Regions from separate parts of the Mus musculus genome. Here region 1 is linked to region 2. A link is a contact called in public promoter capture Hi-C data. All regions are on one chromosome and are shown on one strand. The core of a region is the stretch at or near the end of the contact, and the rest is flanking DNA. Distances in the headings are between cores, read along the strand shown. Region 1 overlaps Ptpn22 (protein tyrosine phosphatase, non-receptor type 22 (lymphoid)). Region 2 has its middle 21 kb from the start of Olfml3.

The links. Capture Hi-C pulls out chosen DNA fragments and counts their contacts.
Region 1: a promoter capture Hi-C map of adipose tissue shows a contact between it and region 2. The contact joins two enhancer-like sites. A contact is called at or near these places in 1 of 115 datasets of contacts at active chromatin or transcription factors (microglia) and 1 of 9 other capture datasets (adipose tissue).

The regions. Positions count from the first base shown.
Region 1 is chr3:103,870,110-103,875,347 of GRCm38.p6, forward strand. It overlaps Ptpn22 (protein tyrosine phosphatase, non-receptor type 22 (lymphoid)), which reads left to right. Exons shown (of 21, transcript NM_008979.2): 2 at 3,536-3,644; 3 at 3,872-3,948; 4 at 4,071-4,166; 5 at 4,556-4,594. Among named protein-coding and RNA genes, the nearest start is that of Ptpn22, 12 kb to the left of the region's middle. Within about 2 kb of position 2,757, at least 75 of the 459 cell types and tissues checked have an H3K27ac peak or open chromatin away from gene starts, as enhancers often do. A contact at or near this core is called in adipose tissue, where this site is marked.
Region 2 is chr3:103,714,130-103,719,150 of GRCm38.p6, forward strand. No RefSeq gene overlaps it. Among named protein-coding and RNA genes, the nearest start is that of Olfml3, 21 kb to the right of the region's middle. Within about 2 kb of position 3,127, at least 94 of the 459 cell types and tissues checked have an H3K27ac peak or open chromatin away from gene starts, as enhancers often do. A contact at or near this core is called in adipose tissue, where this site is marked.

The DNA of each region.
Region 1 (5,238 bases), core at 1,507-4,006, 160 kb after region 2:
CAGTTTGTGAGAACTTGAAAGAATCTAGAAGCCATCTTTAGAGACTTAATGGGAGAGAACACTGGGAAATTCGGGACAGTGAACTTGATTCTAGCTCAGGAGACCCTTACCTGCAGAGTTTGGGACTTATTTTCCAAGTGGTAAAAATGATTTATTGAAGTCACTTTAAGCAGCATTGGAAAGTTTAACAAAGCCAACATTGAATTAATTGACATAATCATACCCAATAAATTTGAATGAAGGAAGAATGGTGTGAAGATGAGGAGAAATTATAGGAGTTAAAGCTTGAAGGGAAAGAGTCTAAACTAAGCTTGGTGTGTCTAGAGGGTTTTCTATCACTGTGATGACACATCATAGATCAGAAGGAGGAAAGAGCTGTTTTGACTCACAGTTCCACTCCATAGTTGCTTGGGCCCATTGCTGTAGGCCTGTGGAGAGGCAGAACATCATAACAGTGAGGGCATAGTGACACAAAGCTGCTCACCTCATGGATCCCCAGAGACAAAGACACAAAGAGCATCAGAAAGGGGATAGGAACAAGATATCTTTCCTGGATATGTCTCTGTGGCTTACTTCCTTAAGTTAGGACCCTTCTTCCAACAATACAATCGTATTCTGAACCCATCAAGGGCTGTTAGAGCCTTCAGAATCTAGCTACTCACTTCCTCACGCTGATCAGCTGGCAAGCAAGACTTTAACACAGGAGCCTTTTAGAGGGTCACACACCATATCCCAACCATAGCAGGAAAGAAAGTTGATGCAAGACCCTGCACGGGAAGAAACAACTGAACTTGATACTTGTGTCTGAGGTAGGAATTGTGGGAAGGGAAGAACTAAAGTGCCTGTTTTCTAGAGTGGGATTGCTCAGAATAAAGGTAGCTCCACTGGCATTTACAAGTGGGATAATGATGCTTTAGTTTCAGATGTGCATAGCGTGACGCTGCAATAAGATAGCGAAGTGAAAATATCTGGGGCCTGGTTGGTAATTTGGAACTGAAATCTTAGTATAGAAACTTGAGATGTATCTAACTGATGCTGGAAATTTTGGCATATTAATCTGCAAATACTTATACAGCCCCTATAAGGCTTTATGGCTAACTCTGGGGTGGGGGGATATATATCAAGAGAAGAGTGTCAAAGATTTAACGTTTGAGTGTTGGGTATTTCTTTGCTAGAGAACAAAGAACCATTAAGAAATAAGGGCAAGTGGGAATGATGTGTGTCCTAGTTAGGATTACTATGGCTATGATGAAGCACCACGACCATAAACAAGTGGGGAGGAGAGGGTTTACTCAGCTTACACTTCCACATCATAGTCCATCACTGAAGGAAGTCAAGGCAGGAACTCAAACAGGGCCAGAACCTGGAGGCAGGAGCTGATGCAGAGGCCATGGAGGCATGCTGCTTACTGGCTTGCTCCCTGTTTTGCTCAGCCTGCTTTCTTATAGAACCCAGGACAGCCAGCCCAGGGATGGCACCATCCACCATCGGCTGGGCTCTCTCCAATCAATCACTAATTAATAAAATGCCCTACAGCTGGATCTTAAGGAGGCATTTTTCCTCAATCAAGGCTCCCTCCTTTCAGTTGACGCTGCTTGTGTGTCAAGTTGACATAAAATCAGCCAGCGTGCCAGGTGGTGGTGGTGCACGCCTTTAATCCCAGCACTTGGGAGGCAGAGGCAGGTGGATTTCTGAGTTCGAGGCCAGCCTGGTCTACAAAGTAAGTTCCAGGACAGCCAGGGCTACACAGAGAAACCCTGTCTCAATAAAACAGAAACAAAAACAAACAACCAAACAACCAAACAAACAAACACCAGCCAGCATAATGAGTCAAAGAAATGTAGAAGCAATGACATGTGCAAGAATAGGGGCCAAGGGAAGAAGAGATTTCAGAGCAGAAGTTAAAAAGTATGAAGAGCTCATGATGTGAGGGATCTAGCCCAAGAAGGCAGCTGGCACTCCTCGTGGGATTATTCTTCATTAAATAGTGGGGACATAATGCAGATCATCTTAATGCAGTAAACATTTTCACTCATTGTCCGAGGTACTAGTTAGGTCTCACAAATTTCAGACCTAGTACACATATTTGTTTTTCTTCTTTTAATTACAAAGGAGATGAAATTTTGGACTACATTAATTCCAGACAAGTAGCCAAAGAGAAATTACCATATCATTTCTGACCTCACATTTAGGTCTATCAATGGGAATAATTTTAAGGAATAATTAAGGATTCTTGTCCAATAACATTAAGATAGTCCCTGCCTGTCTCAGATCATATTCTACCTAGCGAATATGATTCTGTTTAGATTATAACTTGCTGGAAGGGTAGGCTTAAGGTTTGAGTCACATAAAAAATGCTTTGGAACGGAAATCTCTTAAAATTTTGACAGTCATAAAAAAAAAGTCTAACTTAAGCTCCATTTCTACTTGGAAAAAAATGATCTGAAGTAAAAAAAGATGAATGGAATTTAATAGTTTTCCTGTTGACATTGAGTCGACACTATAAAGTAAGTCATACTCTGGTGTCTATTCCTTGGGTGGAGCACATAGCTCACTTTTAGACATTATTTGGTTTCTTGAATATTTAGCAGTTTCAGATGTAGGTTTTTCACTGTGACTCAGCTGCAGCGTGAGCTTCACTTCTCCAAAGTCACTGAACTGTGTCATCATTATTTCCTGTCCTGGAAGAACTGAGCCCCAGAGGATGCTACAAGGGTTGAGGTGGAATGTGTGAAAAACGGATGGCTTCTTAGGTCCTTCCATATGTGCATGTGTAACTCTCCCTGTATGTGATGCACATGAGGCTCTTCCTGTATGTGATGCACGTGTGCATCTCCCTCTATGTGGTGCACATGTGCCTCTCCCTGTATGTGATGCACATGTGCCTCTCCCTGTATGTGGTGCACATGTGCCTCTCCCTGTATGTGATGCACATGAGGCTCTTCCTGTATGTGATGCACATGTGCATTTGGTTGTGTATGCACATTTATGGAGGCCATAGGGCAACCTCAGATGTCTGTTCTCAAGAGTAACCTGACTTGTTTTGTGATCTGGGGCTTGCCAATTAGACTAAGCTGGCTGGCCTATTAGCCCCAGGAATCCACCTGCCTCTAGCTCTCTGCTACCAGCATTGCAAGTTTAAGCCACTACACCTGGCTTTTTTATTATCTATCTATCTATCTATCTATCTATCTATCTATCTATCTATCTATCTATCTATCTATCTATCTATCTATCTACCTATCTACCTATCTATCTATCTATCTATCTATCTACCTATCTATCTATATCTTTGAGGGTCTCTCTGTGTTTCTCTGCCTGGCACAGAACTCACTATGTAAACCAGACTGGCTCAGTCTTGCAAAGATCTGTCTGCCTGTGCCTGCCAAATGCATGTGCCACCATTCCTAGCCCACACGTGGCTTTTATGTGGGTTCTGGGAATCCAACGCAGGTGCTCATTCTTTCAAGTGAGCTGTTTTTCTAAATCCCTTACCTGTTTCTTTGGGGAAATTCTTCTTGAAATTGTATTACAGAAGCTGAAAAGGCAATCCACCAAGTACAAGGCCGACAAAATCTATCCTACAACTGTGGCTCAGAGGCCCAAGAATATCAAGAAAAACAGATACAAGGATATTTTGCCCTGTAAGTTCAGTTTCTTCCTGTAAACTTGTCTTTCCTTCCAATTTTAACTCTCTGCCTTCAGTTTTTAACCCAGCGCTTGTTCTTAATCTTAGAATGCTTCACTGGCAAATTAATTATATTATTTATGACTGTAAAAGAACGTTCATTCATTCGATTACTTGTTCACGTAGACTTAGCCCTCTATGTAAGATTTTTCAGTTACACTGTCTCTTTCTCTCGTGTTCCAGATGATCACAGCCTGGTAGAGCTGTCTCTGTTAACTTCCGATGAGGATTCCAGTTATATCAATGCCAGCTTTATTAAGGTAGATTGAGGAAATAAAAGCATCCCATATTTTTCTGAGCACCTGAAATAGGGGATGGGGAGAAGACTAGGGGAAGAGGGTGCTGTCTGCACTCACCTCAGGTGAATTCTGTTCTCCTTTAGGGTGTCTATGGACCCAAGGCTTATATTGCTACCCAGGGTCCTTTATCTACAACTCTCCTGGACTTCTGGAGGATGATTTGGGAGTACCGCATCTTGGTGAGTGCATAATTGCTTCAGGTACTTCAGTAGAGAAGGCGGGATGCCAGGGAGAAACTGAGCAGGCTTCCCAGCTGTTAAAAGCCGCTCTTTTCTTTGGGGCTTGATGAAATTTCAGAGAGCAGGTATCTTTTATCAGTTTTACAATGAGCTCTTGTTCACATGAACGCAAGCTGGCAGCTCGGTTGCAAGAATTGAGCTGATAGAGAAAGGGAAGCGGAAACAAAAGGAGGAAGAGTAAGAGCGGTTCATAGTCCTTGGGGTTTCTTTATGGGTTAAAAGGCAAAGCCAACAGAGAAACACTGCTTACTACTTTCTGGCTCTGGGACTCATGCAGGACTGTCCTCTCTAGCTTTGAACACGTTTACATTTTTGTTTCCTGCCTCTAGGTCATTGTCATGGCATGTATGGAGTTTGAAATGGGAAAGGTGAGTTGCTGTCTAGTACTGGTCGACCTAAAGATAAAGACAGAACTTTGCTTATGTGTATCTGAGAGAAACCATTCCATACCACACGATCCACAAGCGGTTTCCCCTCTGAGAATCCCTTGTACCCATTTCCCCTCATATCTCCTGTGCTCTACAGTTAAAGAAAGGAAGGGAGACAAGAATACCGTTCCCTTTCCAATACTCAGATGCTTTAAATGCCCCCCAGAGACTCTCCTTGGGCTGCGCTTCCACACGCAGTCATCAAGTCCTGCCATGGATTGCATGGTAGAAGGAGTCGATACTTTTATTTTAATCCATTTAAAACTAAAAATGAACCTTCACTTCAGCTATTGAAAATTTTATTTTGGGGCATATGAAAGTTTTTCAAATATAAACATGGTTTACTATAAAAAAACATTTCCAGTGAAAATTTAGTATTCTACTTAAGGTGTGTGCTATGTATAAAATATACATAGGATTTTAATTTTTATCAAAACAACAGGGCAAGCAAATATGCACTATTATTGTACCCTGGATTACATGTTAAATATTTTGGTATTTTGGGCTAAATTCATTTAAAAATGTGCTGCTAGAAAATTTAAACCTAAACATGTGACTGCATTGCTGTCTACTGCTGCTATTCT
Region 2 (5,021 bases), core at 1,877-4,376:
TGCTGAAAAATGCCTAAGCATTTCCATCAGATTCTCAGGACAGAAGGAGGTTAAAAATCTTTGTCAAGGGACCCAAATCATGGCCCATAAACCAGATGTGGTCCTCCATGGGTATTGTTTGGACCCCACTGTATTTTGTAAGGTTTTTTTTTTTTTTTTGCCAATATTTAGAAGTCAGAAGATTTCACACACACACAAAATCAGATCTATGGCTTTAAAAATATTTGGGGAAATAAGGCAACTGTGAGCCCACATTCCCTGGTGGGGAGAATTGGCAAGCCACCAGCGGCAGCTGCCTTTCAGATGGGGCATGGCTCTGCATGGTCCCCACCCTCAGCCAACTAGCTTTTTGATGACTTGGTTGCGCTATCCCAATTTATGCCTTTTGTTTGTGATCTTCATACACTGGTGTTCTTCCCCAGCAATCAGTTTTTATTGGTTTGGCATTTCTTGTAAGGCCTTGGGCCTAGTAGTGGAGTTCACCGTGAGAGGAGCAAAGCTTCACCCCTGTGATCTGCACCTGCAGAAGCCTGAGCCTGGGTGGGTGGGGCCTTCTGAGTCCCGCCCCTTCAGACTCCTCCCTCCATTCTGATTGGGAGTGCTGGCAGTGGAGGGAGAGAGTCCTTACCCTGCTCTTCTCTCCAGCGTAAGACCACTGTCCAACACCGAAGGTGAAGATTTATCCCCACTGATATATAATTGTGCGATTTCTCCTGGGTTCAGGAATCACACTGCTTTCCACATCCTAAGCGGTGTGACCTGGCTCAAGCCAGGAGACTCTTAGCTGAGCCCTCCCATTCTCATCCCTGTCCATGCAGTAACCATTCTCCAGCTCCCTGGGCCCTCTGACCCACCACCAGATGCCAGACTCAGCTTTTAAAAACTACAACGCCTGTTCTTAACACCTTCTATGGGATTCCAGAAGTTGCACAGATTTCTCAGGGAGAACTTTAAAAGTCTGTGACGTGAGTTTAGACCTGCCGCTCAGTTTTTTCTTATAGACATATGATGAAGCAACACTCCCTGCCCTGAGAAAGTGAAACCAGCCCTCACTTCCGGGTGGGCTAAGGAGCCCACAGCTTTCTCAGTCCGCTTGCTTCGTCTGAACGGGGCACACCTTGTCCTTTTGTTTGGCTCTTCAGCCATTGCAGCCGCAGGTGGAGAGGAGCCTCCTCAGGCAGGGTCACCCATTCTATGCTTGTCTCATGGGTTAGTGAGCCTGCTCCGGAAGAGCTCTTGAAATATAAGACCCTTTGCTTGGTATCTCTAGCACTCAATACAAGAACATACTAGAAACTCAATGAAATATCACGTTAGGAGGGAATTCTTTCTTACCTCTGCAAACCCAAACCATTAAAGATGGTCTCACCCCTGTGCTTATGCATTCCCCTGGCCACTGTCACAGTCTAGTCTTTTCTGAAGCAGGGTCTTGTTACACAGCCTGGCCTGGCCTGGAGCTCCTGATCCCTCGCTTCAGGTCCTCAGTGCTGTGGTTACAAGCGTGCTCCCCACTCACAGCCTCCGGGCAGGCTTTGCTGATTCTGTGTGAGCAGGCGAAGTCCCTTCCTGGTCTATAGCCTAATATATACACATGTGTCTATATGTCTATATCAATACCTGTATAGATATATATTGACATTCATTTATATAACCACATTCAATTCTTGTCTCTTCACTGCCTAGCCTCTCAAGGGAAATTCTTATAAATCTAAGGGCATGCATAGGCTTTGGGTTCAGATTGGCATTTTGCTCATGGATAACTGTCCCACATGGCATTGGTTAGTCATTTGGCCTCTAAGCTTCTCTTCCCTACTTTGCCAAATGGTCCTGGCAATGGCGATGCCCAGCTTCTGGTGCCATTGAAGTGAAGTGAGCCACCGCACAGCATTTGCTGCTGATGAAAAGCTCTGTGAAGGGAGTTGTTCTCATTAGAAACGCTGTGGAATATTCCTCACACTTGTGTAAAATTCAGCCCTTTTAAAGAGGGAGTTTTTCATAGGTTCCCCAAGGATGCATATACAGAAACCTTGGCTAGCAGTAAGTTTCACAGCACAAATGGTATAAGAATTTTTGCACAGCATATCACACACACACACACACACACACACACACACACACACACACACAAAGTCAAAAACTGAAGCAGTTCTGGAGAACTTGCAGAACCTGAGACGTGTTGTCTGGCCCCAGTCTCAGAAGCTTGCATTTACCGAGCTGGAAGATGAATGGGGGCAGAAGGCTCTTGCCCTCACTGGCCTTGAGTGTCCCTGCAGAAGGCAGTCTTAATGTGGCTTCGTGGGTGGCAGAGACCTCAACCTTTTGTTCCTCCGTGGTGGCCGCAGGAGCCATAGGCCACTGCTTTGTCTCTGGTGACTTCGCCTGGAATGGAGCCAACCCACAGCTGTATGCATGCTTCACCCTAGCCCAGAAACCAGCAGCGCTTTGCACACAATGGAGAGGAACAGGCTGCGGCAAGGGGAGGCCTCCTGGGCAGAGAGAGAGAAATTTGGTCCAGGGAAAACAATCCAGCTCTGAAATCTTCCATCTTTAGCAGATGGAGAAATCACCACAGCAAAAAAAAAAAAAAGAAAGAAAGAAAAAAAAGAAAAAGAAAAAAAAAGGGGGGGGGTGGCTGCCATAGCAGAGAAGACCTAGCAGCTAAACAGGAAGAGAGTCTATATCCCCCCACTACCACTGCCCCAGGACCACAGTAGCAAAAGAAGTTCTGTGCAACCCGAGGCTCCTTTGGGGTTTGCACATAGTCTGTCTGTAATGCCAGGCCTCAGCCCAACCTCTCACCACATGCCGCCTCTTCTCTAGCAGGAGCCAGCTTCTGGGAGTCACCCTGGACACAGACCCAGAACAAACCATCCAGATATTTCCATTGTTGGGTTCAAAGAGATCCCTAGGGCAGCTCCCTCCCTACAAGTAGCATGCGGCAGCTACACACACACACACACACACACACACACACACACACACACACACGGAGAGGGGGAGAGAGAGGTCTCTGTAGTAAACAACTTAGCTGCCCACCATTCTCTTTCCCCACAACCTAAGAACAAGTCTAAATGATGATGGGGCAATGAGCAGACTCATTCTGCAAACATGAACAGGGACCAGTGCCATGTGGGAGTAATCTGAGAGACAGCAGCAGCCTTGCCTCAGGACGCCTCCCTGAAGCTCTTTCTCCACTGGAGATGCAGCTGACAGAAGCTATAGAACGTGAATGCTATTTCTCTCACCCCAGGAGACCACGAGAAAGAAGAAGAGGAAGAAAATGAAATGATGTGAACCAAGCCCAGCATTCTAGAATGTACCCGGTGGTGACTCTGCAGGGCACAGAGTCGCTCTCCCCTCAGCAATGGAATGCAGCTGCTCTAGGGAGCTCATCTGTAGACTGCGGGTTCACAGCGCTACTGGAGGCGGGCCAGGCCCAAAGCACCCCCAGAAAACTGTGAGGTTAGTGGAGGAATTAGTTGTGTTCTAAATCACCACGACGCAGCACAGTCCATCAGTTTTGAAAGGGAGAGTTGCTGCAGTGTTGGTGATAGGCAGAGCTCAGAGAACCACAGCTGCCTTCCTCCTGTGAACGGAAAGTTTCCAGGGGGCAGCTAGACAATATATGCCAGAGGCCTTGCTCAACTAGACTTCCAGGAAGCTAGCCTGAGAAGGTAGTCTGATGGGTTGTGTTGGAATGCGTGTGTTCTCTTCAGTGTGTGATGCTCAGTCCTCATTGACAACTTGACGAAATCACCATCACCTAGAAACCTTTGAGTGTGTCCGGGAGAGGTCTCCAGAGAGGTTTGAGAAAAGGAGGGTCCATGTTAAAGGAGGGCACCACCTTTCTGTTGGCTGGGAACCCAGAACCAATGAACTGGAGCATGTGAACTGAGCCCGGCATTCAAGTCTTTTTCCTGATTACAGACACCACGTCCCCCCTCTTCCCCTTCCTCCCCACCCCTCCATCATGTCTTCCCCTTCTGGGATGCGACCCAAGATAAACCCTTCCTTCTCTAGGCTGCACTGGCTGGCTACTTGGTCACAACTCTGAGAAAAGTAACTAATACCGAGTGCTGTTTGCGATAAACATAAATGGCCCACAGTCAGGCTGGGCTGCTGGGTAAGAGGAGAGTCTTATGCAGCCATAAAACTCTCATGAAGAAAAATTACCCATGTGGGAAATTTTCTCCTACAGTACAGAGAAATCTAAAAACATCTTCCAAGATATTGTTTCTGAATATTTCCAATGGTATATATGTAAATAAAACAAAAATAAATATAAAATGACCAGGAAGGCCTATGGTTGCATAGGGGAGGGTGATTTTTTTTTTTTCTTCTTTCACATTCCTCACAGTTAGTGTGTATTATATTTTTAATTAGGTAGGCTGGGTTTTTTTTTTTTTTAAGCAATAACTTGTCTATCTTTAGGAAGACAGACAATTTCACACACACACACACACACACACACACACACACACACACACACACTTTTAGAGCAAACTTTTCATTCCATGGCCTCCTGAATAGAGACTAGATCTGGCAGACACCAAGTGAACACAGGGTGAAACTGTTGACACACGAGTCCCTTGCCGGGCCAGCTGTTAGTGAGAAGACGGGCTCCCATTTTCAATGAGTAAGACTTCCAAGAGAGGAAACCTGGAGCATGCAAATGCATGGCTCACATGCCCAGAAAGCCACCCTTGGCCACTGGCCAGATGCAGGACCCCCTGGCCCAGAAGGTAAGGGGTTAGACTTAGCACCAAGAGATGCTGACAGGTGCCTCCTTACCCGCCCCTCTGCACACATCTGCATTCTGCGCAAGTCCAACCATACTACAATCAGCCTCCAGAAGGGCCACACTTTATCATATACATACAGATCAGAGCCAGTGAGATTACTTGCGCCCTGGATCACAACCTATTTTTTCAAAGGCAGTTGTTTATTTATTTTAAGAATACTAAAAGGATGTCAAGCCACTTTCTACCTTGAAATTAATGACTGTCCTTAGCTGAGAACAG